Linked DNA regions of Mus musculus: all the other regions are linked to region 1. A link is a contact called in public HiChIP or PLAC-seq and promoter capture Hi-C data. All regions are on one chromosome and are shown on one strand. The core of a region is the stretch at or near the end of the contact, and the rest is flanking DNA. Distances in the headings are between cores, read along the strand shown. Region 1 overlaps Msi2 (musashi RNA-binding protein 2). Region 2 has its middle 48 kb from the start of 4930556N13Rik. Region 3 has its middle 56 kb from the start of C030037D09Rik. Region 4 holds the start of 4930556N13Rik (RIKEN cDNA 4930556N13 gene). Region 5 holds the start of C030037D09Rik (RIKEN cDNA C030037D09 gene). Region 6 overlaps Msi2 (musashi RNA-binding protein 2).

Region 1 (4,297 bases), core at 1,652-4,151:
CTCGAGTCGAGGTGCAGAGCACTGGATCTGACCAGGCATTTGGCCTCCTAAAAATAGCCCTGTGGAGGAACTGCCACCAAAGGCCTGCCACCCAGACACCCGACATAATCAGCAATACAGGGAACACCCAGGCAGCCCTGAGGTCTAGGTGTGTGTCATTCCAAGGTCTCCAGCTCCAGCCCAAGACCACAAATGTAGTCCAGCCCTCCAGATGGAGATTGCAGAAGCAGACCAAGGCCGTCTGCCAAAGTTTAACTCAACAGGTACTTCCCACGTATATAGTTAGTACTAGATAGGGTAGGTGCATTGCTAGGCCTGATTTGTGATGTTTTTAGCTGTTTCGGAAAGCTTATATATAAAGCATGTTTATATTTTGTAGAGGATGTATGGGCTGAGAACCCGAAAGCGCCACAGAGGTGTAGGCCCCATGTGTGCATTTTTCCAGACCCTTCTATGTAGTTACATTGACTTTTGTTACCCTCCTAGCTTTAGTACTTTCTTTATCTGAGCTGCTTTGCCTCATGACGGCTGCAGCTGTGTGGGGTGTCATGCCATCCCATCTAAAGAAGGAGGTGGATCTGGAGATGTAGCTCAGCTGATAATGTACGAAGTCCTGGCTTTGTTCCCCAGCATTGGATAAACCCAACAGAATGGCACACACCCGAAGACTCAGCAGTTACGAGGCAGGGAAATACGGAAGTTCAAGGTCAGCCTCAGTTATACAACAGATTCAAAGCCAGCCTGAGCAGTATGAGGTCTACTTCACAAATGCAGTGCACAGTGCAGTGTAGCACGGAAGGTGGTCCAGAATCCTAGCAAAAGCCAAAGAGCTTTGTGCTGATTGGCCAAGGCCTCTGCTATAAGAACCTGCCACTGAATGTTAGCGCTATCTCCTAAACCAAATGGCTTTTATACAGTGGGGTTGGGGGAAGAACTGCATCCCAAAGGACCGCTTTGGGTCTGATAAAGAGAAAGAAAATAACATTGTAGTAACAACAGAGACACACACCACACCCCTGGGGGGCTTTTGGTAGAACACCAGCGCTGTCCACACCCTTAGGAACCAGCCAGCCTGAAGTGAAGACAACAGGTAGTTAATGACCCTACACCACCAAGAAGCCCAGTCACAGAAACCTGTTCCATGCACAGGAGGAGCAGGTTAGGATGGGGTTCACTAGTCTAGATGAGGGTACATTTGAAGCCCTGCAAACAGTTAACTGTGGCTGGAGATTTCAATACAGTCGGGGTGGAATGAGCATCCGGTGATGTTAGAGAGCTGAAAAGACTAGTGTAGAGAGAGCCCCTGGTACCCAGCCATGAAGCCTGGATTCACCTGGCAACAAGTAGGGAAACCCCAAAGCAGGAAGAGAAACCAGAGGTGCGTGATTGACATACCTTGGCAGCATTATTCAGGGTAGCATGAAGGAGCTGGTAATTCTTAGACATTGTGGCCTCTGAGTGCACATCAGTAAATACCTACATAAGAGGTCTCATACTCTCCTCAACCATGGCGACGGAGGCTGGGCTAGGGTACGGAAGGATTCTGTGGAGACTCAGTCACACAGTCAAGTTTCCGATCAGGCTGTAGGTGACGGAGAGCTCGGCAGCCAAGCTCAGTACGTGAGGAGAGACCTGCCCCTGCCTTCAGAGATTGGGAACAGAAGACTGGCTACTAGGGAGTGCAATATAGACTTAAAGAGACTGGGCTACCTAGAAGCCAGCCAGGGTCACTATGTATATTGTGGGGCTGGGGACTGGTTCAAATTCTTCATAGCAGTAAACTGAGAAAGACAGAGCCACCTAAGAGAGATGACCTGGGCAGGGCCCCAGAGCAGACACAAGTCTCCATTTTACCTTCAGTGATAAGTTATCATCCACTCCCACCCTCAGGATGTCAGTTCTCACTCCGTTGCCCTCACGGCAGCCTCTGCCCTCGTCCTTTCTGCTGGTCCATCTCTCATTGCCCTTGTCTGGCTCGGACTAGTAGAAAGACAGCCACACCTAGTGACCGGAACGTCTCAAAATATACATCTGCTGGAAGTTTCCTTAAAGAGTAACAGGAGAGTATTAGAAACATTCCCCTACTTTATTAATACAATAATAACAATTCATCAGTAGTTGCTCACATTATGTGAGTCAAGTGCTGTGTGCGCCAAGCCCACACGCCATACCCCTACTTAATTCGGAAGCCATAAATGGGTGCCATCAGTCCCCTTCCCATTTTAGAGATTACAAACTGTGGCTCGGGGAAGAGATAGTAGCTTATCTGAGGTGGCAGTGACAGGATTTGAGCCTGTCCCATCAGCCTGTGTTCTGAGCCACTATCCACACATGCTCTGTTGTGCCAGTCTCTCTCCCGCGGTGGTTGAGCCAGACTGCAACTTTTAAACACTCGACAGAAAGGTGCAGCTGTTCCCACTCAATTCTTCCTATCCTTAGGGGAGGCGATAACCCAAAATCATTTACAAGTGGTCTCGAGAGGCACGCTGTGCATTTTTGCACCTGCTTCTGTTGTTGGGACTCCGCAGCATGGTTCTGCCTGGCTGATCTTTGGCTGACATTTTGATTTGATCCCTGCATCCATTCGGACCAGTGTCAGACAAAGGAGATCCAGAAGAGGTGTGGTCCATCAAGACGAAGCCAGGTTGAAGGGAATTCTTTGAAGGGAACTCTTAGTTAAAATACAGCTGAAGGAAGTTAGTCACTGTCCGAGGTGATAGATAAGGGAGGGATCTCTGGGTAGGCAGACTTCTCTAAGCAGGGGGGAGTCAGCATCCCTTTCTTTGCCTTGCACAAACAGCATCTGGAAAGTGGTTAGGAAACACTGCCCAGCCCTAGAGCAAGGAGGCCATTGGCTGCTCAGTTGCTGGGCTGGGCTGTGGGCCAATGGTGGAGAAGGGGGTGTGGCCACAGGCGCAGCCGGCTCCTTACCCAATCTTCTTTCAGGGAGGCTTGGGCACCAGGTACCATAGCAACTGCAAACAGGGGCTCATTTGTTTTGTAGATGAGTAATTACTACACAATTAAAGAAGGCTAAAAATAAATGGGCCCTTTGTTCCAGGCTACTTATTAATATTAATAAAGTGGTCTGTCCAGGTCCATGGCAAATAGTGAATCCCACACTTGCGCCCGGGTGTCTGAGGTAGAGACCGGTGTGTGAAGAAAGCAGGCCAGCCCTGCTTCGCTGCCAGCTTCCCTCTCTTTCTGGAAGCTATTTCTGGCTATGTCTTGGAGAGGGTGGGCTTCCTGGGTCTTGGAAAGTTCAGCCTTACAGATAGATACACACAGAACGGTGGGTACCCTGGAGAGTCAGGCAGAAAACTAATCCACCCCTCCCCCACCAGAGAACAGACCAGAAACACAGCAGAAACCACATGACATGGAAGAAACTCCTTGTCTCTTTATGCTCTCTTTGACCTCACATTGTCTTCTTTAATCCAGAAAAACACCCTTTAAACCTTCCACTGAGATTTCAGGGTCTTCCTCTGCCAGCCTCTTTTTCTGTTTGCCTGTCTTGGGGAATAAACTCACCATGACAGGCTAGGGGTCTTCACCATGACAGGCTAGGGGTCTCGTCGAGTTCATGACCTCCATCCCTTAGGTCTTGACCTTCAAGGTTCAAATAGCTAAGAGGATATTGAAACCACCAAGAGGTGCTCCCACCTCCTAGAGGAGGAGATGGCCTTGAGAGTGAGAAATAGCTTAGAAGATAAACCCGAGGGAGGATGGGCGGGGCATGGTTCCTGGCCGGCATCCACCTCTACTAAATGAGGATTTCAGACTTACAGTCCCCAGTAGGTCCCATCAGCCCGGCAGCTCTGTATTGCTGCGCCGTCCAAAGCTCCTGATCCTTCGTCCTAGGAGACATAAGCAGTGGAAATGACAGTGGCTTAAGGACATCGTGCGGAGAAAGCCAAGAGCATCCCAGTGGCAGGAAATCCCGTGGAGGTGTGGGGTGTGCCCTTGAAAACAGTCAGCCATCAAGTGCAGGGTGCATGGCGGTGTGGCAGGGCTCTGTTTACAGTAAGAATCACATTTTCAGTATATCAGATTTCCAGCCTTAAGTGTGCTTGGTGGGACCTTTCAGGCTTCTGTGGTTCTGTCTTTGTGAACAGGACTCATCAATAGCAGAAGACCTGGGGCTAGGGGAGACGGCTCAGTTGGTAAAGGGCGTGCTGTTGCAAGCAGGTGGACTTGAGTTCTGATTCCCGGTGCTCACATAACAGCAATGCTCAGCTGCATCCGTAATCCCAGCACTTAGGAGGTGGAGACAGGTGGATCCCTGGAGCTGATTGGT
Region 2 (4,459 bases), core at 1,606-4,105, 450 kb before region 1:
TCCCCATCTCAGCAAGATGCTTTCAGTATTTTGCCAGCAAGTTTTAGGTAACAAACTGGTTTTCTTTTAAAATTACCTTTATTAATGTATTGTGTGTGGTGTATGCCTGTGGGCACATGGGTCATAGCACGTACATCTTGAGGTCAGAGGACAACGTTGTGGAGTTGGTCCTCTACAGGTTTGTGTGGTAAGTTCCTTTACACACTTCACCATCTCACCAGTACAGAGAACTTCCTTCCTTCCTTCCTTCCTTCCTTCCTTCCTTCCTTCCTTCCTTCCTCCCTTCCTTCCTTCTTCCCTTTCTTCCTTCCTCCCTTTCTCTCTCTTTCTTTCTTTCTTTCTTTCTTTCTTTCTTTCTTTCTTTCTTTCTTTCTTTCTTTCTTTCTTTCTCTTTTCTTTCCCTTCTTCTTCTTCTTCTTCTTCTTCTTCTTCTTCTTCTTCTTCTTCTTCTTCTTCTTCTTCTTCTTCTTCTTCTTCTTCTTCTTCTTCTTCTTCTTCTTCTTCTCCTCCTCCTCCTCCTCCTCCTCCTCCTCCTCCTCCTCCTCCTCCTCCTCCTCCTCCTCCTCCTCCTCCTTCTTCTTTTCCCATTTTTGGAGACAGAGTTTCTCTGTGTAACAGAGCTCTGGCTGTCCTGCACTCTCTTTGTAGACCAGGCTGGTCTCAAACTCACAGAGATCTGCCTGCCTCTGCCTCCCGAGTACTGGGATTCAAGGTGTGCTCAGCCACTCTTTTTAAAAATTGAGGCTAACTTGAGTTCTTTCTACTCCTAGATTGCTTAGTGATTTTTATCCCTCAAGAGTTTAGTGTTGTTTTTTTTTTCCAGTTGGTTTTTGAATATGTATGGGGTTGTTGGTGCATCCTCCCCTCTAAAAAACGCACAGGTTTTTCTTCTAATACCCAGTGCTTTTCTGATACCTCCACCTGATGCTTAGCTATTTATTAGAACAAGGTGACTGTATCTATTCTTATCACTGTGACTTAACAGAATCTCACAGAATAAGGCAATAAATAAATAAAGCAAGCAAGCTTATGGTTATCAGGCAAAAAGTAAACTGGTCCTTATCCATGGATGGTTTGGAATACACATGAAATCCCAGGAACTGTATAAAAAAACTGCAAGAGCTTGCGAGGTGGCTCAGTGTTTAAGATCACTCGCTGCTCTTACAGAGGACCAGGGCTTGGTTCTTAGCATCCATATCGGGCAGCTCATAACTGCCAGTAGTTTCTGTGTCAGGGGATCTGATGCCCTTCCACAGACACCTATGCATAAGTGCACATACACATGTACATCATACACACACACACACACACCCTAAAACAAATCTAAAAAGTCCAAAAACAAACTAAATATCTAAATATCAGCTACAAGTATTAAGTCGGCTAACAAGGACCTCAACAGAAGATAATACAATGACTAGCTTCCCACGCACCAACAATAAACAGTTGGGAAGTGAATTTTAAAACTTACTATTGGGCCAATAAGATTGCTCAGTGGCTAGAGACACTTGTGCACAGGTCTAATGAGCTGAATTTCATAAGACAGCAAGAGAGAACTGACTCCTTTGACCAGTGTGTGTGTGTGTACACACGGATTTTTTTTCCAAATCCATATTAGTTACAGTGGTGTCACAAAAGCACAAAGATACTAAGAGAAAAAAAAATCTAACAATGGATTTATAGTATTCCTATGTGGAAACCCTGAGAGAATTTACAAGTCCCTTCTCCAATTCTGAAACACCAAAGGAGTGTCCAACAATCAAATTCAATTCTGATACCAGTTATCCAAGACTCCTCAGACCTCCCAAATCAAGGGGTTCTGCAACACCCCAGACTTAGCCACTAGGCACTAGTGCCATGCACCTGACCATAGATAAAGGGGTTTCCACAACTATTTCCTGACCTTCAGTCTTTCAGCAGAGTGACCAGTACTTAGCAAAACACTTTGTGCACCATTCTTTTTTTTTTTTTTTTTTTTTTGCTTTTTTCGAGACAGGGTTTCTCTGTGTAGCCCTGGCTGTCCTGGAACTCACTCTGTAGACCAGGCTGGCCTCGAACTCAGAAATCCACCTGCCTCTGCCTCCCGAGTGCTGGGATTAAAGGTGTGTCCACCATGCCCGGCTTGTGTACCATTCTTAACTGTAAGGCGTGTACCTGGTAGGAACGGAAGAGACACAAGGGTAGTGTGCATGATGAATATGTAAATATTTATCACAGATGGACATCATTGCCCCTCCCTGATCACCATCAGGAGGTGGTGGTAGTTGGTTAGTTCTGATTTGCAGTTAGTTTTTATTGCTCTGTCCAGAATGACCAAAGTTAATTGCCTCCCATCATCACCGTGGTCATGACTTGTGACATCATCTCAGAGTGGCTGTCCAGGGGTTCACATGGTCAAAGAGTCCCTGGAGTCAAACCAGAGCTGACAGCTGTACAGTGATGCCCTGACCTTGACCGTCCTAACATTTACACTAGCTAAACCGGACAATAGGCCTTCGCTTCCCGATTGCTCAGGTCTGAAACGTTAACAACAACTCCAGAGGACGTCGTGCTTACAACGAAAGCTCCGAAGAATTCATTTGAAGAAGCCACTTCGATTAATCTCGCATCTGGATAAAAAACGAAATTTGGGACCTCAATTACCTGATTGAGTCCCACGCAGCCCTCGCCAGCAGTAATATTAATGAGGGCAGCAATCACTTCTCCCACTCCGAGACCCGATTGCAATTCCATCCCCAGCAATCTGTCCTTCAAGTGCACCGGAAGTGGCTCTATTTTCTCCTCTGTTGGAGAGGCTCAGTTCTGAATCCTTAACCCTCTGTGCACCGCTGGCTGTAGAGAGCTCGCGATGCCGCAGTTCCGTGAGTCTGTTACAGTCAGGAGCAGGTGGGGATAATCACAGCCAACACTCACTTGGAAAATAGGCTTCACCATGCCCGCTAATCAACTGAGAAAACTGAGGTTGTTAAAGACGGAGTCTAAGCCATCCAGTGGTGGTGGCGCCGCTGCCGCCGCCGCCGCCTTTAATCCTGGCACTTGGGAGACAGAGGAAGGCAGATCTCAAGTGAATTTAAGGCCAGCCTGGTCTTCAAAGTGAGTTTTAGGACAGCCAGGCCAAGGATGAGAAGTTTAAGGCCAGCCTGTGGTCAGTGAGGGACAGAGATGAGTCAGGGATACTTGACTTTGTCGCCCACCTATGTTTGTTTTCAAAGATTTGCACGTTCCAGGGATGGAAACTTGTCCTTGGTTCATGGTAATGGAGGGTGATGAAGGTAAAGCCGGACTTTGAGGCTTTGTGGGGGGAGAAAGCTTTCTGCAGAGGAGAAGAGAGGCTGGGCAGCCATTCCACTAGCAACCCAAGCAGCAATCTGTGTCCCTGGCCTCTATTCCTCTGAAGCTCTCCTGTGGTGACCCTTGTCAATTATACCACTGGTGAAATATGGGTGGTGTGCTTCCGATCCCGCACCACCTGGTGTGCATCTGGTCAGCTGCCTGGTCACCGGCCATGCAGTCAGAGCGCGAGGAGCCCTCGGAGGAGGTGAATCAGCAGGATGAAGTCCCAGGAGCAAATCCTCATCAACAATGGTCAGGTGGTGGAGGCCAAGGCCGCGCACCAGGACAAGATGGAGAGCCTTCTCCAGCTCTGTACCCCTCAGACGCACCATCTGGCAACTGCTAGCCTGTCAGAAGACAGAGGGCCCTGTGCAAAGGTGAAGGGGGACAGCCTCCCTGCCTTTGCCATTGAAAAAAGAAGAGCCGGAAGGGCCTGGCGATGATCACTTATAATTTCAGTGCACAAAATTAGAGGCAGGTGGACCAAGAGTGCCAGTGAAGGGCTCCATGAGACATCTACTCTCTGACTATGGCCTTTGACTTGGGTCTAAGGGATACATGAGACACCTGCTCTCTGGCTATGGGGCTATGGTCTTTGGCTGGTAGTTAAGGGCTACATGAAACACCCATTTGCTAACTATAACCTTTGACTTGGGCCTAAGGGCTACACGAGGCATCCATTCTCTGGCTATGGCCTTTGTCTAGTTGCTAAGGGCTACATGAGACATCCATTCTCTGACTTTGGCTTTTTTTTTTTTTTTTTTGACTTCATTTTTGTTCTACTTTGATTTTCTGTTACTGTGATAGACACTATGACCACAAGCATTTGTGGAGAAAAGGGTTTATTTCAAATTCCATTCCCGGGACACGGCCCACCTTTGAGGAAGTCAGACAGGAACCGTGGAAGAACACTGCTTGCTAACTTGCTCCCTGGCTCACTCTGCTAGCTTTCTTATGCAGCCTAGGCTCTTCTGCCTAGAAATGGTGCTGCCCACAGTGGGCTCAGCCCTTTTGTATCAATTATCAACCAAGACAAGCATCTCCTAGACATGACAACAGGCCAGTCTAACTGGAACCAGCTTTTTGACAGATCTTCCCTTTTCCTTGCTTGTATTGAGTCGACAATAAA
Region 3 (4,179 bases), core at 663-3,162, 420 kb before region 1:
GGAGGCAGGATGATGCCAAAGTCAAGGCCTGGCTAGGATGCAGAGTAAGTGCAGGACCAGTCAAAGCAATTTAGGTTCTTCCTCAAACTAAAAACTAAACGCATAATGCTGTGGATGGTGGCTCATGCTTATAATCCCAGCACTCAGGAGTCTGAGGCAGGAGGAATGCTACGAGTTCAAGGCCAACTTGTGCTGCAGAGTGAGACTCTTGTCTCAACAAACAAAGCAGAATGTTGGAATGTTGGGTATGTTTGCACAGCCTTTGATCCCAGCACTTTGGAGACAGAGGCAGGCAGATCTCTCTGAGTTTGAGGCCAGCCTGGTTTGAGGCCAACAACCATAGTGAGTTGGAGGTAAACCAAGGCTATGGAGTGAGACTTTGTCAATAAACAAACAAACAAACAAACAAACAAACAAACATGAAGTAAAAAACTAACTAGCTAAATAAATAAATAAATAACTAGAAGGGCTCAGTGGCAACCCTGCACCAAAGGAACAGCCTCTAGTCATTTACTGATAACAAATAAACCATGAAGAAATTTATTTTAAAACAATTTTTTGGTAAACATATGCTCCTACCACTTACTAAAGATGAAAGCAGATCTGCACACTAATAGGTGTGCTGGTGTATTTAGCTATAACGAATCAAATTTTGCCTGTGGGCTATAAGGCACCTTCAACATTTTTCAGAGATGACCAATATTCTGACTTTATAATTGAAAGTAGTAAGAACATCACTTTATATAAATATCAAGTACAAGGCAGGTTGGAACCATCTTAGAACTTGCTAGAAACCCTGCTCTCATCCCAAGCCAAAATTAATTTAATGTTCTTTTTTTTTTTCCTTAAAAAAATACAACTCAAGTCAGCAGCTCAAACATGAATTTATTTATTTATTATGTGTTTGTGAAAGTGGGTGTGCGTGTGTCACGGCACACAAATGGCAATCAGATGACAACTTTCAGAACTTGGCTTTGGGAGTTGGTGGAACGGTGGGGGGAGAGTTGGGGGGGGGGCGATAAACTGAGGTTGTCCAGCTTGTACAGCAAGCACTTTACCCCCTGAGTCATCAAACAGCAACTTTTAAAATCAGTATGATTCAAGCATACGCTAATTCCATTCTTACAGCCTGAGGAATGACAGCAGGACTAGTCTTCTTTTTCTGTAATCAAGCCACAATCCCCTATAAGAGCAGAAAGCTGTGTGCATGCTAAAAACCCAGCCTTTCATCAGGCAGTGGCCATGAATCCAAGCCCCAGTGTTGCGGGCAATGTTTCTTGAGGCTGCTTTCATGACGTGACAGCATGCACGTCCCATATGCACTTAAAACCAAAGCTACAGAGGTGGACAGGGCCCTTGTGTGTAAAGCCCCCCACCTCATAGGGGTCACCTCAGGAAAGACATAAGACAAACAAGTCACTTGGCCTTTATAAAGAAACACAAGCTGGACAGTCCTGGTGGCCCAGGCCTTTGATCCTAGCACTTGGTTGAGAATTTGAGGACAGCTTGGGTTACCACAGGAGGCCCTGACTCAAATCATCTCAAATAATAAACCAACAAGTAGTGGCTGGAGAGACGGCTCAGCGGTTAAGAGCACTGACTGTTCTTCCAGAGGCCCTGAGTTCAATTCCCAGCAACCACATGGTGGCTCACAACCATCTGTAATGGGATCTGGTGCCCTCTTCTGGTGTGTCTGAAGACAGCTACGGTGTACTCATACAAGGAAAATCAATCCATCAAAAATAAATAAACAAGTAAATAAAAGGAAAACTAAAAAGAGGAGCTTGGGAGATGGTTCCTTCAGTAACGTGCATCCCGTGCAAACATAGGCTCCTAAGCTCAGACCCAGAGCACCCATGTTGAAAGCCATGGGAGAGCCTACATCTTCAGCCTCAGCACCGAGGAGATGGAGACAGGGCGATCCCTGGGGCTCACAGGCCAGCCAGCCTAGCTGAGCTGATGCGTTTTAGGCTCAGTAAGAGATCCTGTCTCAGAAAGTCAGGAGGAGAAGCATTGAGGAAGGAGACATCTGATGTTGGCCCTGGCCCCTCCACATGCACGCACATGAAAGCACACACAAAGAAAAGCAAGCTTCAGCCATCAACTGTGTGTTCTGCCTTGTTTGGTATACAGCTCCAGGCCTTATATAAACACAGGGCTTTAAGGCTGTAAAGAAAATCCTCCAAAGGAAATTTCCCCAAATGGAAAGCTAAGTAGACTGCAGACCCTTGCCCCCTCATACAATAGAGCTGCCTACCGGTTCCAGACGAGCTGATGAATACCACCATCCAATTCTCTCAGACGTTATTGAAGGATCATTTCCTCCTTTGAAATTGAGTGTGTGTGTGTGTGTGTGTGTGTGTGTGTGTGTGTGTGTGTTTGTGTGTATTTCCAAGCCTACAAGCCTCAAAGCAACCACCCCCTCAAATTCCAATTGTGGTGCAGCTGTTTTGTTTTGTTTGAAAGAAAGGAAGAAGAGAAAGAAGGAAAATAATTAGAAATTGCTTTTACCTCCCTGAGAGATAAAATCCAAGATGCTAAAATAGCCCAAGATGAGAAAAAATGCACCATCCAGTATGTGTCTCAAGCACAGGGACAGGAGAGTGGAGTGGCTGACCTTGGGCTTGGTGTCTAGGATCCCTTTCACAACAACGCTGCACAGGCTGGGTGCCCCATCAACTGGAGCTGAACAACCGAGTTCCCATGATGCAATTTGCTGGCAGGAGGTCAGCTAGGAGAGCACGCACTACTCCTCAAGAGATGTGTTCCTTATCATTGTGAAACTTTGTGAGCTATTGTTGGTGTCCTGGCTGCTGAGAATTGCTGCAGCTTGTTATCTTTGGCTCATGTGTTTGATGTCAGGTGCATGTTGGTGGACGCAGTGATGGTGGATTGAGTGTATGTTTTACTTGCTATTAAAAATTCTTCTCGTGTGAGTCATGGAATTCTGGTGATAATGAACCATGGCTCTTGTTAATCCAAGTGAACGAACACTGGAGTTGTAGGTAGAAGATGTGGGGAGCTTCCTGGAGGGGAGTCAAAGCCCACTAGGGCAGATGCTCAGCTTGGCCTCTGGAACCAGGGAGGCCTCAAGTTCTTAAGGCACAGTGCTTCTGAGGCTCACAACAGAGCTTAATGCTCACAACAGAAGAGTAGAGCATCTTGCTAAAGCCCTTTGCTATTCTCTGAGCATGCTCATTACCAATCATAGTCTAGGGTCTGGGAAGCTGGCAGTATCGCCTATGTTCCAGGATGTCCCAGGTCCTAGTCTAGGCTGGAGCTGACCTCGCTGGTGGTTTTATTGGGTATCCATAGGTGCAAGTAGCCTATGATCTTGATTACTTCTTTTCTTCTTTTTTAAATTTTAAATGTTTATTTGTCCCGTGGCTCTTGACTGACAGGTGTCAGTGCCTTTCTTCTGCCATGTGAGTCTCAGGGATTGGGGTCAGGTCATCAACTTTGGTAAATGACATTATTTGCTGAGCCACCTTGCTGACACCATTTCTCTGCTTCCTAATCTCCAACGTAGTATAGCTATTAGTCACAACCATGATCAGAACCCGCATCTACAAAGTGTTTGCTATTTGGAAGTTTTTAGACGGGATATTTCGTCCCCAATGGAGGAGCTAGAGAAAGGACCCAAGGAGCTGAAGGGGTTTGCAGCCTCCTAGGAGGAACAACAATATGAACCAACCAGTAGCCCCAGAGCTCCCAGGGATTAACCACTAACCAAAGAGTACATATGGAGGAACTCAAGGCTCCAGCTGCATGTGTAGCAGAGGATGACCTTGTGGGACATCAATGGGAGGAGAGGCCCTTGGTCTTTTGAAGGCTTGATACCCCAGTGTAGGAGAATGCCAGGACAAGGAAGCAGGAGTGGGTGGGTTAGTGAGTAGGGGGAGGGAGGATGGGATAGGGGGTTTTCAGAGGGGAAATGAGGAAGGGGATAAAATTTGAAATGTAAATAAAGAGAATATCTAATAATGAAAAAATGAAAAATAACAGAAAAGGCAAAACTAAAAAAAAAAAAGGGATATTTCATTTGATCTTCCCAAAGATCCCATTCTAGGATAGAGAGCCTGATTCTAAGAGGCCAACTTGCCCATAAGTGGAAGAGTAAGAGACGGACCTAGACAAGAGTTTGAGGGAGGGGCCTGTAGGGGAACCTATGATAAATGA
Region 4 (4,473 bases), core at 931-3,430, 490 kb before region 1:
ACTGATCTGACTCTCTGGGCTCCAGGTCTTTTCTCATGATGCCTCCTGGACTCTCCCCCCCCTCCCCTCTGGGAGAAAGAGATCAGCCCTATTGGCTCAGTCATTGGCTGATCAGCTAGCTTTATTGACTATTCAGAGAATAATTGGGGAGCAATGTTAACACAATATTGAAGCAGGAGATTCTTAGAATAAAAATTGCTACCAGATATGGGGGCCCGGAAGTCAGCACTTGAGTAACACAAGGATACTCTTTACACAACACACAATAACAACATGCCTACAGAGACTCCCCTCCTTTCTAGATTCACTCCATTGTCTTGGGAGAACATGTCCTCCAGTACCTTGCTGCGAGTGTGTGCGTGCAGAGGTGAGTAGCTATCAAGCATGCTGATATGTGCAGGAGAGCAGGTCCCTTTGAGAGTGCGCATTAGGGGATATGTGACTGAACACAGGACTATTCAGCAAGGACAACCAAGCCAGGAGGTTCCTTCTCCCAAGCTAACAGAAGGCTTTACCTTTTGGAAGTTGTGAAGGAGACGACACCTGGATTTGAACCCCCAGGTGGTGGAGACAGTGGTCACTGAGTGTAGCCCAAGTATGCTTGGCTCTTCAGCACACAGTCTAAAGGCCTCTTATCCTTGCACAAGGAACTGGAGCATCCATGTTTGGGGAAATGGTACTCTGTTTTCTGCTCATTCCTCCAACCACCAGACATTTTTTTTTTTTTTTTCCTCTGCCCCTTGGACCAGTCCTTGGCAGCGTGGGCAGCAGAGCAGCTCACTAGGGAAGAGGTCACGGGTATTCACCTCCAAAAATGTTGTGGAAGGTTCAGAGCTTCTCACTCATTTCTGCCCTACCCTGCCTGGTACTTGGACTTGTCAATACATATTTATTGAATAGAGTTTTTCTCTTCTGCCTTTGTGATTTCTCCGTTGCTGGCATCGTTAGCCACACATCAATATCTTTCCTTACTTACCTCTTGTGAAGCCACATACCATTTGGTTTTTATTTGCTTGGTCTTGAGACAGGGCCTCTAACTCGTGATCCTCCTGTCTTTTAAGCAAGCCTGTTGTCAGATCACTGCTCATATCTTTGGAGCAGGCCTGTGTGGTACCTTCTGTGGTGAGGTGAGAACTCCATGTACCCAGGAGTGCATTCCTGAATCTGCTTTGTAATCACCCCCTAGAGCCTGACAGAATTCTCTCGTAAAAACCAGGCAATAATAAAGAGACCAAGATGGGGGCCAGGAGGGACTGGACACAGCCTTCAAACTTTTCAAAAACCACACCCCTGTGCAAAGGCATGGTGGTGCATACCTTTGATCCTAGCATTAGAGAGGCAGAGGTGGATGTCTGAGTTCCAGGACAGCCTGGTCTATAGGACAGCTAGGGCTACACAGAGAAACATTGTCTTGAAAAAAAATACTAAAAAACAACAATAACAATAAATGGTTGTGCTTAAAACAAACAAACAAACAAAACCCCCAAACCACACCCCTACCTGAGATGAAGTAACTGGGGAGACCACTGTAGGAGAGTTTGCTTTCTCACATCACTAGAAAGGACTGAGGCGCTGGACCTGTCTGCAAGGAGAGGTGGACACTCTGTTCCTGATTGGTTGGTTGGTTCCTTTGTGTTACCAAGGTTTTTTAAATTTTATGTGTGTAGGTATTTTATCTGCATGTGTGTATGTGCACCACGTGGATACAGTGCCTTCAGGAGGCAGAAGAGGGCATCAGAGCCTCTGGGACTCCAGTCTAAGAAGGTTTTGAGCCACGGTGTGGGTAGTGAGAATTGAACCCAGGTCCTATGTAAGGGCAGCCAGTGCTCTCAACAGCTAAGCCCTTTTAACCAGATTCTTTAAGCTGGAAGTTAGTTAACTACTGATTGGGCTGGCAAGGAAGATCCCATGCTTAGAATGGGAGTTTTAGTTTCCAGCTCGTCTTACCTGGGCCTCTCAGTTCTAGACCTTAGCTTTCCTTTTTGGCCAGAGAAGTTTCACCAAGTGGGTCTTGAGCTTCTGCCCTCCTGCTGTGGAGCAGGCTGAGAAAGTGTTCCAGGGTGTTGGTTGGGGAGATGGCTCATCTGTACCTGTGCAAGGAGTTAGTTACCCTAGGGTGAATCTGTCTGTCTTGTCTGCCAGTCTACATACCTGCACTGGCTGGCTTGCTGCCCTGTAAGGCCATCACAATAGAGGTGTAGGGCTAACCTTGGGCGGGCCAGCCAGCCCATTATGAGCTAACACGGAATCCTGATGGTGCTCGCATGAGTCAGCTTGCTCAGACCCCCAGGGATGAAGGGAACACCCGGGCTAGGCTAAGACCAGCGGGCCTGAGGCATGGCTCCATCTCTGTGACCCTGGGCCTCAGCCATGCTGCCGCGGGAGAGTGGCCCAGGCTCACCATCACCCCCAGAACTGCACTCTGCCAGCAAGGTTGGTGCTAGGCAGGACCTCTCATGTCCTGGGATTTTCTGGGGAAACCTTCTAGTACTTGCTGTCACCCAAGCTGTCGCCACCAGCGTGTGGATATTTAAACTGACTTTACATAAGACTAGACATTGAGGTTTTTCAGTCGCATTTGTCATACTTCAGTGCTCAGTAACCTCCTATGGCTAAGTGCCTGACTGCCAGTGTTGGCCAGAAATCACATGGGGATCGCCGCAGTCAGCCGTTACCTCTGGTGATCTGCCCCACTTGACGAGACTGCCAGGCCTTCTCGCCAGTTCTTTAGGTCAGCTCCTAGGACACCTTCAGGCTCTGCCCAGGGACTTTGCTCCCCTCTCCTACCCTTAAAAACATCAGAACCATAAAAAGGTCACCTCTCCCCTGTATCTGTAGCAGCCTATAGAAATCCTTGCCTTAAAGATTAGCTTATTTTTATTTTATGTGTATGAGATGAGCTTTTGCCTGAATATATATGTATGAGCACTGCATGTGTGCCTGGTACCTAGGCAGGCCAGAAAGGGGGGGGGTCATCTCCTGGAACTGATGGCTATACACTTCCTTATGTGTCCTGGGAAATGAACCCATGTCCTCTGGAAGAGCAGAAGTACCCTTCACTACTGAGCCATCTCTCCAGTCCTTTTTTTTTTTTTTTTTTTTTTTTTTTTTTTTTTGGTTTTTCCAGACAGGGTTTCTCTGTGCAGCCCTGGCTGTCCTGGAACTCACTCTGTAGACCAGGCTGGCCTCGAACTCAGAAATTCACCTGCCTCTGCCTCCCGAGTGCTGGGATTAAAGGCGTGTGCCACCACGCCCGGCTCATCTATCCAGTCCTAATCCAGATCTTTGAAAAAGTTTTTCTGGGCTCCACCGAGACTTGTGTAGGTGTGTGTGTGTGTGTGTGTGTGTGTGAGAGAGAGAGAGAGAGAGAGAGAGAGAGAGAGAGAGAGAGAGAGAGAGAGAGAGAGAGAGAGAGAGAGAGAGAGTGAGAGTGTCTCCGAGATAGTCTTCTGGTAGATCATCTGCTCCTTAGGAGCAGCAGAGCTGAGAGCTCAGAAACCGCTGTGGACAGAAACTAGAGGCTCTTTCTCTCGCTGCCAGGCAGGGAACCACAATTGTATGTTCTTCTTTCCTTAACTCACACGCCAAGGAACTTCCTATGGAGGCCAGCAAGGCTGCATCTGTTCTCCACACAGAAGTACAGGAGAGCCTGCAGGACTGCTGGGCTTGGCTCTGATCGCCTGCCCAGGGGAAGACCCTTGAAGGGAAGGCACATTTATCAAGAGCGAGCTGTGCTTTGCTCTGGAGGTGGAGTGGCTGGGGCACACACTCCCCCAGTGGTCATACCTGGGATAATGGGGGAATGTTCTAGTTCTGACAGAGAGGGTGTGTGAACAGCTGTCCAGAACACATCCTCCCCCTATCAGGGCCAAGCCTAGAGTGGACTTGGGCTCTTGGCCTCTAAGCTGTTGTTTTTATGATTGACTTTCCTGTCAATTACATGCAGCCCTTTTTCCCAGTAACTGCAGCCAAAACTGATTTAGTCACTAGGACCAACACTGTTTTGTGCCATCCCGGGGATTATTTTCTTGTTTAGAAGGCTCTAGACTTGGGTTACAGGTTTGTCAGCTGGTTGGGGAGTTGAGGCCATTACTTCTCCAGAGGGCCTTCTGAGAAGCCACAGGTACTTGTAGAAAGAGAAGGGATCCTTCTAGAACCTGGAGTGAACAGATGCATGCAAAGGGCTGCCTGATGTAGCACGTGCCTGCTTTCTGCTCTGTGTGACCGCTTGGCTGCCAGCCAGTGTGCATCTATTCCTGGGCAAACGGACCTGCTAAAAATACGCAGGCAGGAGTTTAATTCCAGCAGATTCAAAATAGCTGAGTGTCCTCCTCACCAGCCTGGGGCAGGGCTCCGAAGTATCCTTGTGTGGGGTTTTCCCCGATTGCAGGCAGCCTGCTTCTGGGGACCAGAAACTGGTCTCGGAAGAGTTTCTGGTTAGCATGTGGGTATAGAGTGCTGGGGCCTTTGGGA
Region 5 (4,021 bases), core at 480-2,979, 360 kb before region 1:
CAAAGGGCACTGAACCATGGCCAGAGCCCCTTTTAGGTATTAACTGGTTGGGGTGGGAAGGCGGCCTGACAGCCTGGCACCTTTGGGACTCCCATATTCAAGGAAGGAGCCGGGTAAAGAAAGGCCTTTCTAGCTCTGATGATCTGTGGTTCTGCGGTAAAAATCCAAAATATAATCCAATTAGCTGTGTTGCCTGTACTTTGTGATTGAGAATAATCGCAAAAAAACAATTACCATCATAAAAACATGCAGCTCTTTAACACATGGGAACCCAGATGATTCAAAAATCAGTTTGTTTGGAGTGTTGGGAAACAGCAGGGTTTGTGGTCTGAAGTCTTATGAAGTGCCTTCTAAAAATCATATTCACAATTTATAATAAACACAGTCCATGTAAGTACACAATTTTAAAAAGGGACTTTGACATTGTTACATTGTTCACTACAAATGCTCCGCCCATCCATGCTGTCAGAGAGGCACTACCCCAGTTTAGGGGACAGAGAGATTGACAGTCTGACCACTCAAAAGCTTTGGCTGTGTTGAGATTTTTCCAAATGTCTCCAAACCCACAATGGACACGGCATAGTTTTGGTGATGAGTGAATTCCATTGTCTCCTAATCCTATGAAAATTAATGGGAAAGTGTTAATTGTGCATCAATGCATGCTTAACATTAACCCAGGGATTTGATGAACCACAACTTTATGTTGCCCCTCATGCCATATTAACTTGGTTTATTGTAATAATTTAAAACAATAAGGATAATTGTATCCGTACTGTTTTAAATACTCCATAAATTGAATACAGCCTGAATCTGGCCAGCCTGGAATACGAAGTGTGCGATTCCCCCGGGAAGCTACAGTCACCAATCCTTTGGAGTTTACACTTTGCCAGGGGAGAAAGGGAACTTTTACCAAACACCTACTAAGTGTCAGAATCTGTGAGGCTCCTAGTTCCAAAAACTAGGGGTAAGGTGCTTTGTTATCTCCAAGACCTACCGCAGGTCTTGGGAGATAGAGAGCCATTTCACTCCTGGCGCTTACACTCTTTACAGAGGAAGCCCTAGTAACTTTAAACATAAATAAATTAGATAACGGATGAATGGTCGAGGGATTTTCTGAAATAAGCACCTATCTTAACCACCCTCGGGATACTCCCAAACTGCTACTCAATCTCCATGAACATTTGCTTTGAACCCCAATCATTTGACCTTGACCCCTACAAGCCCACTTTATTATATTTTCAAATCGCGGTCTGAGTAAGGCGCAAGCCCTGTCTGGTTGCTTCCTCGCCCCCTGTTATCTATCGCGTCAGTTTCTCAAAGTTCCGAAATAACCTTCGCGGGCACGGCTCCGTACCTCTGGCGGGGAAGGGCGGGGAGCCGTGCAGGACGTGCCAGTGTGGAGCGGGAGCCAGAGAACTTGCCGCGCGAAGGGAAAATAAAACTTGTGGCTGGTGTTCGTGCAGGAGGGTCTCCTCCATCCGCAAGCCCCCCAGATCCCGGGGTTCTCGAGGACTGCCCTGGGAGCGCAGGGTGTGGGTGTGCTCCCGGCGTCCTTGACCTAAATTTCCGCGCGGTGGCTGGAAACGGGGGCACAGAGGCAGGGAGGGCGGCGGGTGCCACCTCCGAATCGGGCGCAGGGCCCCAGGAACTTGAATGAATAGTCCGAACTAGGGGGGCCCGGGGGCGCTGCCGCCTCCCGGCCCAGCGAACAGCCCGGGCCGAGCTCCCCGCGCCTCCCCCTCCCCCACACCCAGCCCATGTGATCTGAGCCGACTCGGGGTGCGCTTCCCGTCTCCCCGCCTGCTTGGCGTGGCCAACCCCCCCACTCGAGTCGCGGGGCTCGCGCGCCGCCCCTGATGGGTCCCGCTGCCGCGGGGGGCCGAGCGTGTGCGCGCGCGGACAGGCGGGGGACCGAACGGGGTGCGTGACGTCACCGCATTGGTTACACGACGTTCTAGAACTCCGCCCCACGTGCGCGGGGAGGAGGGGGAGGAGGAGGAGGAGATGGGGGTGGGGAGGAGGAGGGGGAGAGGTGGGGATGGGCCGGGGGGGCGGGGACGGGGGGTGTGCGAGGCGGCGGGGCTGAGCTGAGCCGAGCCCACGTGTGACGGGCTCTCGCCGCTGGCCCGGCTCGGCGCTCGCGGAGCTTCGCAGCCGCCGGGCGGGGGGAGGAGGCGGGGGAGGAGGGACGGAGATCTGGGGCTCGGAGCCGGCCGCCGCTGCGCTCCGCTTCGCTGTGGGGCTCGGTGTGTCGGGGGTGGGGGGGCGGGGGGGCTCCGCTATGGAGGCAAATGGGAGCCCAGGCACCTCGGGCAGCGCCAACGACTCCCAGCACGACCCCGGGTAAGTTTCCAGCCGCTGCCCACCGCGCCGCCGCGGGCTCGTTCGGGGCTGTGCGGGCGACGGTGCGGAGCGGGGCATTCGCGCGCCCCCCGCGCCCCCGCGCGCACCCTTGGGGCACTCGCGCACCTTGGGGTGGCGTGGGGCCGCCACCTTCTCCCCCAGCCCACCTCCAGGCTCGCGCTCGCCCGCTCCCCCCCAGCTTTCCTTTTAGCTTTTGTAAGTTACACGTCAAAATGGCCGATCTGACATCGGTGCTCACTTCGGTTATGTTTTCTCCCTCTAGTAAAATGTTTATCGGTGGACTGAGCTGGCAGACCTCACCAGGTAAGGGAGGGAGGGGGGGACGCCTGGGTCCCCCCCTTCTTGGCTTCTTTATTGCTCTTTGTTATCCCAGTGTAAGAGCCCCCCCACCCCGCCATTGGCTCCCCACTTCTCCTGTGCAAGGTTATTTTTTTAAATAGCAAATCCTTTCCGAGCCCTCTACGCGACCTCTGTTGCTGAATTTCCCCCTCGTGTGCAAAAATATTGCAAAAACAAAACAGAATAACAACAGAAAACTACTTTTGCTTTTTGTCCTTGATCAAAAAATTGCATTGCTCCCCCCTCCACACCTTCTCCCACCCCCCCATCTCTCTCTCTCTCCCTCTCTCTCTACAGATAGCCTTAGAGACTATTTTAGCAAATTTGGAGAAATTAGAGAATGTATGGTCATGAGAGATCCCACAACGAAACGCTCCAGGTAACGCATTCCCTTCTCGATTTTGCCTTTATTTTAGAACAAAGTTTTAGTTTTATTTTTGGAGGTGTCTTCGGAAGTAGCTAAGCGGATTTAGAATGGGGCTCAGGCGCGTGGCTGGTTGGAACGTCGCTCCCCCCCCCCATAACCCCAAAGGTTATTGTTAATTAGGGCCGAACTCTGGATTCAGAGACGCCCATCTCTCCCGCTTGAAGTCATTTTCCTGTCGCTTCTTGTTCTCTTGTTTAAAATGACATTCAGTTCACCCACTTTCCACATAGTTTTTTTTTTTTTTTTAATTTAAAAATTTGAATGTATGCCTTCTGCACACTCCCAAACTCTGAAGTCCCCTCTTTGGGAGGTGAATGAATATCTTAGTGTCCGTTTTCCTTCGGAATAAAACAAAGCCTTAAGAAAGGGAAGAGGAGGAGAGGAAACTGAGGCGGCCAGAGTGGAGACACCAGCATTTTCCAAGTTACCTCCAGCCGCCCTGCCCCCTCGTCCCGCTTCCCCCACTAACCTTGGTATTTTTACCTCTTGAGGCAGAGGGCTGTGGGTTAGAGGAGAATAGAGGGAGCTGGTGGGGATGGGGGGTGCGTGGGGGCAACATTCGCATCCTAGTCTACATATAGGGTCTCCTTGTTGCGCTCAGTAGTGTCACATTTTGTTTGTTTTTCTCCCTCTTTGTCTCCTTCCAGAGGCTTCGGTTTCGTCACCTTCGCAGACCCAGCAAGTGTAGATAAAGTATTAGGTCAGCCCCACCATGAGTTAGATTCCAAGACGGTAGGTTGCTTTTTTTTTTTTTTTCTAAATAGTTGTTGTTTGCCCCTTTTCAGTACCGGTCTGGGCATTGACAGCCCTGTTTAAAGGGACAGCGCCTTCTTTTGCTTCTGTGCTAGAACTGGGTACTTTTAAACAGCTAGCGAGTTGGCTCAGAAGTTT
Region 6 (3,840 bases), core at 994-3,493, 340 kb before region 1:
GTGTGCTTGGGGGAGGGGCTTGAATGGCATAGCATGCCGTGTGGAGGTCAGGGACAAACTTCGTGGAGTTGGTTCTTTCTCACCTGTGTGGCCCAGGTATCCAACCTAGGTCATCAGCCTTGGTGACAGGCTTGGTGGGGAGGGGGGCTCAAAGAATGCTTTCAGAGGTTTTGTTTTTTTTTTTTTAACACAGTGCACCACAGCCTTGCTGCAGTTGGCTGTTGCTCCAGAGGAACATACACTGCTTTTACACAAGAGAGGTGGCTAGGTCAAAAGGCAGCACTTGGTCCCTCCCTACCAGGCCTTTTGGAAAAAAAAAGGGGTCGGAGGGGGCGTGGGGGCCAGCAACAAGAAAGCCAGGGTAGCTCAGAGAAAAGGCAGGGCCAAATTAAAAAAGAAGAAGAAGAAGAAGAAGAAGAAAGGTTTCTCTGATCTGAACTGAGAGGTAATAAAGCCTTAGTTAAACAACCTGAAAATGCAGTTTCCATCCATTTAGAGCACAGGAACGGAGGTTGAGGAGATCAACAGGGCATTAGCATTTAAAGTTTGCCCCCTCGCTGACCTCCTTGCTTCTGTATTTCCCTTGAGATCAAAGCAAGGAGAGGGGAAGAGTTGACTCTCAGGTGCAGTTCCTGATCACCAGGAGATACCCTTGTTTTACCACCTTGGGCTTCCTGGTCTTTGCTTGGGCTGTCAGACATATATTTTAACCAAAAAGTGGGACGTGTGCTTTCGTCATAGCGAGCCCTCAGGAACATCCAGGAAGGGCTTTGAACCATCTCAGAAAGCAGGCTGGTGGTCTATAGCAGCAGGAGTGGGCAACATTAGTAAACCAGGATGTTTCTCTTTTTTTTTTTTTTTTTTTTTTTTTTTACTGCAAGGAGCAGTCCGGAAGGTATATGGAGACGGGACAGTTCTGATGAATTCCTGCCCCCTGCTGTATAATAAATCTGATACTAAAATTAGTGCCGGCCTCTTGAGCCATAATTCTTGCCGAGGCAATAAAGAAGTGTGTGCGTGCGTGTGTGCTCATGCCGGTGTGCTTGTGTGCGTCCAGCTTGTCTCTCAGGACTGTGGGATGTCGGATAAGTAACTGGGTCTCACAATTGATTTTGTGTGACAGCGTCTCCTCGGCTCCCTGCTTCCTCCCCCTCTCCTGTGATGGAAGTGTAGGGAGGAGGTAGAGGGGAAATATTGCCGCGTGCCTTTCAGGTTTGTGTAAATCTCTGTCACGTAGGTAGATGTTCTTAGAGAATCTATTGGAATGTTTTATAATTGACTGTTTTACTTGGATGACATTACTCAACTCCTCTCAGGAGCTTCCTTACGCTCCGGGTGGGGGTGAGACTTTTCCTTCCAGGGAACTTTGTCCACGGAAGGGACTTACTTGGGGTGGCCAGCTGACAGCTTTAATAATTAGGTGGGCATTTGGGTCCCTCAGTGCACAGTCCTCCTCCTGGTGGGGACAATTCTGCTTTAAAAGGACCACATTTCACCTTTAACTGCAAATGGCTGTGTCGGGAGTGGCATTTGATTTTTAAATTGCCCATGTCCAGCAACCCTCTGTTACTCATTAAACAATAAAATGTTTTTAATCTTCCTGCAGCTGTGTGCACTGTGTGGGGCTTGCTTTTCGGGAGGAGGGGGAGGAGGGTCTTTCGTCCTCCCTCTCCTCTTCCCTTTCACACTCACCAAAGCTTGTAGAAAGCCCTCTCCAGCAGTGATGGAATCCCCTCCGGTGAACTTTCCCAAGTGAGTGGCTGGGACTTTTATAAGCTGAGGCCACCCGGGTTCAGTCTGGATTGTCAGCCCCTGGGGCTGAAGTGCTTCCTTTATGGGTAGTACCCAGAAATGGGTTTATGTCACAGACCCTTTAAAAAGTCTGTAACTTTTCCTCCCCACTCCCCTGCCTCCCACTTTGGGTGGGGGGGGGGGGCTTGAGTTGTCCGTCATAACCAGAAACAGGTTTCAAGTCCCTGATCCGTTATAGGTGTGTTTAAGATGAATGCCAAGCCTGAAGCCACTTAAAGAGCATGCGCAAATAGATACAAAGGAAAGGAAGGAAGGGAGGGAAGGGGTAAAGGAGAGACTCTTCCAGATCCCCTGAAGCAGAAATAGAAAAACACAGGCAGAGAAGGCAGGCCCCCACAGAGAGAAGCACTCTGCTCCTGAGCAAGCTAAGTTAGTGAGCTTGGGCGGGAGGGCCTGCCCCGTGAAGGTTGTCAAAAGAGCCAAGGAGGCGGCGCCCTTTCTGAGGCGGCCCTTGGTAGTGTGTCTGTAAGGATCTAGGCCCGGATTGTTTCAGACTCCTGGTGGAAGAGTTAGTGGCACTCTCCTCCTGTCCCAGCTGGGCTGGCCTTCTATCCCAGAGATGCGAGTTTGGAACGGTGGCCTAAGCAGGGAGCATTACCGTGCAGTCTCAGCTGGCCTGTGTTTCCATCCCAGCTAGCGGTCCTTCAGTTAGGAACTGTTGCAGGCTCTGTATTTGTAAAAATAAAAGAGAATAAAAATTAAAGGTACTCAGTACCAAGAAAAATAGCCACTTGAGGGGGAACGAAGTGTGTTAGAGGACCAGGCTTTCTACAGGGAAGCATCTTGCTTCGAGTTCCCGGATCAGCATGGCCCAAGATATCTCTCTCTCTCTTTCTCTTTCTCTTTCTCTTTCTCTTTCTCTTTCTCTTTCTCTTTCTCTTTCTCTCTCTTTCTCTTTCTCTTTCTCTTTCTCTTTCTCTTTCTCTTTCTCTTTCTCTTTCTCTTTCTCTTTCTCTTTCTTTCTCTCTCTCTCTCTCTCTCTCTCTCTCTCTTTCTCTTTCTCTCTTTCTTTCTCCCTCTCCTCTCCTCTCCTCTCCTCTCCTCTCCTCTCCTCTCCTCTCCTCTCCTCTCCTCTCCCCTCCTTCCCTCCCCTCCCCTCCTCTCCCCTCCCCTCCTCTCCTCTCCCCTCCCCTCCCCTCCCCTCCCCTCCCCTCCCCTCCCCTCCCCTCCCCTCCCCTCCCCTCCCCTCCCCTCCCCTCCCCTCCCCTCCCCTCTTCTTTTCTTTTCTTTTCTTCATGCTGAAAAGGGGCCCAGTCCTCTAGTCGAGCAGTGACTCCATACAGGTTCCTTTTTCCTCTGTTGCATTTCCCTCGTGTACCACACGAGTCATCCAGTCATCGGAGTTGCCCAGGCTGTGCCCTCAACCCTGCCTGGTTGTCCTGGTGACGCTGGGTTGCAGGGTTTTGGAGGAAGCCCTCAGTTCAGCTGTCCTTGAGGGTAAGGCCTGCGTTCTTCCCACCCCCCTATGACGTGTGCAGTACAGCTGCTGGCCCAGAAATCCACTTGAACTGATATGTCGTCTCTCACTCCAAACAAAAAATAAACCTGGGTGTTCTATGTATGTATTTTTGAGGTGTGTACGTGCCCTTTTTTTTCCTCTTGACAACTTCGTTCCCTGCAGCTGTGCAGTCACAGACTGTTTTGAGATCTGGAAAGTTTCTTGTCTTTAAGTGGCTATGATAAAGTAGGAGAGGAGAGAGGCGAGATTTGACGGTTACCACACACCAAACACCATAATGTAATTTTTTAAATTAAAAAGCATTGCATTATTAAAAAAGCATTTCATTGTAAGAGGAGAGGGTAAGATGGCTCAGTGGGTAAAAGCACTTGCCACCCACCACTCCAGGACCCACATGTAGGTGGACGGAGAGCCGATTCCAGAAAGTCATTCTCTGACCTCCATCTACACATAACCCTAGTAACAGAATTTGAAAATATTGTAAGAGATAATGCAAAGAAAGTTTTTTCATTTACCAGAATTGTTTTTTCTGTCTACTATAGTTCCCCCCCCCCATCACCATGGAGATA

The links. Promoter capture Hi-C pulls out the DNA fragments that hold promoters and counts their contacts. HiChIP or PLAC-seq counts read pairs in DNA pulled down with a chosen protein or histone mark.
Region 2: a promoter capture Hi-C map of the C10 cell line shows a contact between it and region 1. The contact joins two enhancer-like sites. A contact is called at or near these places in 17 of 39 promoter capture datasets (the 3T3-L1 cell line, 3T3-L1-derived adipocytes, the C10 cell line and 11 more), 2 of 484 Hi-C or Micro-C datasets (bone marrow-derived macrophages and cortical neurons) and 8 of 115 datasets of contacts at active chromatin or transcription factors (double positive thymocytes, embryonic basal ganglia, embryonic stem cells and 2 more).
Region 3: a promoter capture Hi-C map of cranial neural crest shows a contact between it and region 1. The contact joins two enhancer-like sites. A contact is called at or near these places in 8 of 39 promoter capture datasets (the C10 cell line, the HPC-7 cell line, cranial neural crest and 5 more), 2 of 484 Hi-C or Micro-C datasets (bone marrow-derived macrophages and nephron progenitors) and 4 of 115 datasets of contacts at active chromatin or transcription factors (astrocytes, embryonic basal ganglia, embryonic stem cells and 1 more).
Region 4: a contact with region 1 is called in a promoter capture Hi-C map of the C10 cell line. The contact joins the promoter of 4930556N13Rik here to the enhancer-like site in region 1. A contact is called at or near these places in 7 of 39 promoter capture datasets (the C10 cell line, cranial neural crest, frontonasal cranial neural crest and 4 more), 7 of 115 datasets of contacts at active chromatin or transcription factors (acute myeloid leukemia, bone marrow-derived macrophages, embryonic stem cells and 3 more) and 3 of 9 other capture datasets (adipose tissue, liver and pancreatic islet).
Region 5: a contact with region 1 is called in an H3K4me3 HiChIP or PLAC-seq map of forebrain, with 4 times the contacts expected there. The contact joins the promoter of C030037D09Rik here to the enhancer-like site in region 1. A contact is called at or near these places in 15 of 39 promoter capture datasets (3T3-L1-derived adipocytes, the C10 cell line, the HPC-7 cell line and 10 more), 2 of 484 Hi-C or Micro-C datasets (cerebellar granule neurons and cortical neurons), 25 of 115 datasets of contacts at active chromatin or transcription factors (the NIH/3T3 cell line, T-cell acute lymphoblastic leukemia, acute myeloid leukemia and 16 more) and 2 of 9 other capture datasets (adipose tissue and liver).
Region 6: a contact with region 1 is called in a promoter capture Hi-C map of cranial neural crest. The contact joins two enhancer-like sites. A contact is called at or near these places in 1 of 39 promoter capture datasets (cranial neural crest), 1 of 484 Hi-C or Micro-C datasets (nephron progenitors) and 3 of 115 datasets of contacts at active chromatin or transcription factors (embryonic basal ganglia and embryonic stem cells).

Annotation. Positions count from the first base shown.
Region 1 is chr11:88,355,680-88,359,976 of GRCm38.p6, reverse strand. The region is part of intron 11 of Msi2 (musashi RNA-binding protein 2); the gene reads left to right. Among named protein-coding and RNA genes, the nearest start is that of Mir378b, 5.1 kb to the right of the region's middle. Within about 2 kb of position 2,901, at least 120 of the 459 cell types and tissues checked have an H3K27ac peak or open chromatin away from gene starts, as enhancers often do. A contact at or near this core is called in cortical neurons, embryonic basal ganglia, embryonic limb bud and 4 more, where this site is marked.
Region 2 is chr11:88,801,802-88,806,260 of GRCm38.p6, reverse strand. No RefSeq gene overlaps it. Among named protein-coding and RNA genes, the nearest start is that of 4930556N13Rik, 48 kb to the left of the region's middle. Within about 2 kb of position 2,855, at least 20 of the 459 cell types and tissues checked have an H3K27ac peak or open chromatin away from gene starts, as enhancers often do.
Region 3 is chr11:88,772,789-88,776,967 of GRCm38.p6, reverse strand. No RefSeq gene overlaps it. Among named protein-coding and RNA genes, the nearest start is that of C030037D09Rik, 56 kb to the right of the region's middle. Within about 2 kb of position 1,912, at least 10 of the 459 cell types and tissues checked have an H3K27ac peak or open chromatin away from gene starts, as enhancers often do.
Region 4 is chr11:88,849,311-88,853,783 of GRCm38.p6, reverse strand. It overlaps 4930556N13Rik (RIKEN cDNA 4930556N13 gene), which reads right to left and starts at 2,180. Exons shown (of 5, transcript NR_126433.1): 1 at 1,948-2,180; 2 at 1,501-1,582. All of the region lies in intron 1 of Akap1 (A kinase (PRKA) anchor protein 1), which reads left to right.
Region 5 is chr11:88,716,351-88,720,371 of GRCm38.p6, reverse strand. It overlaps C030037D09Rik (RIKEN cDNA C030037D09 gene), which reads right to left and starts at 1,729. Exons shown (of 4, transcript NR_038058.1): 1 at 1,355-1,729. It overlaps Msi2 (musashi RNA-binding protein 2), which reads left to right and starts at 2,143. Exons shown (of 14, transcript NM_054043.3): 1 at 2,143-2,343; 2 at 2,627-2,667; 3 at 3,001-3,082; 4 at 3,778-3,862. The coding sequence starts at 2,282.
Region 6 is chr11:88,691,969-88,695,808 of GRCm38.p6, reverse strand. The region is part of intron 5 of Msi2 (musashi RNA-binding protein 2); the gene reads left to right. Among named protein-coding and RNA genes, the nearest start is that of Msi2, 24 kb to the left of the region's middle. Within about 2 kb of position 2,243, at least 71 of the 459 cell types and tissues checked have an H3K27ac peak or open chromatin away from gene starts, as enhancers often do.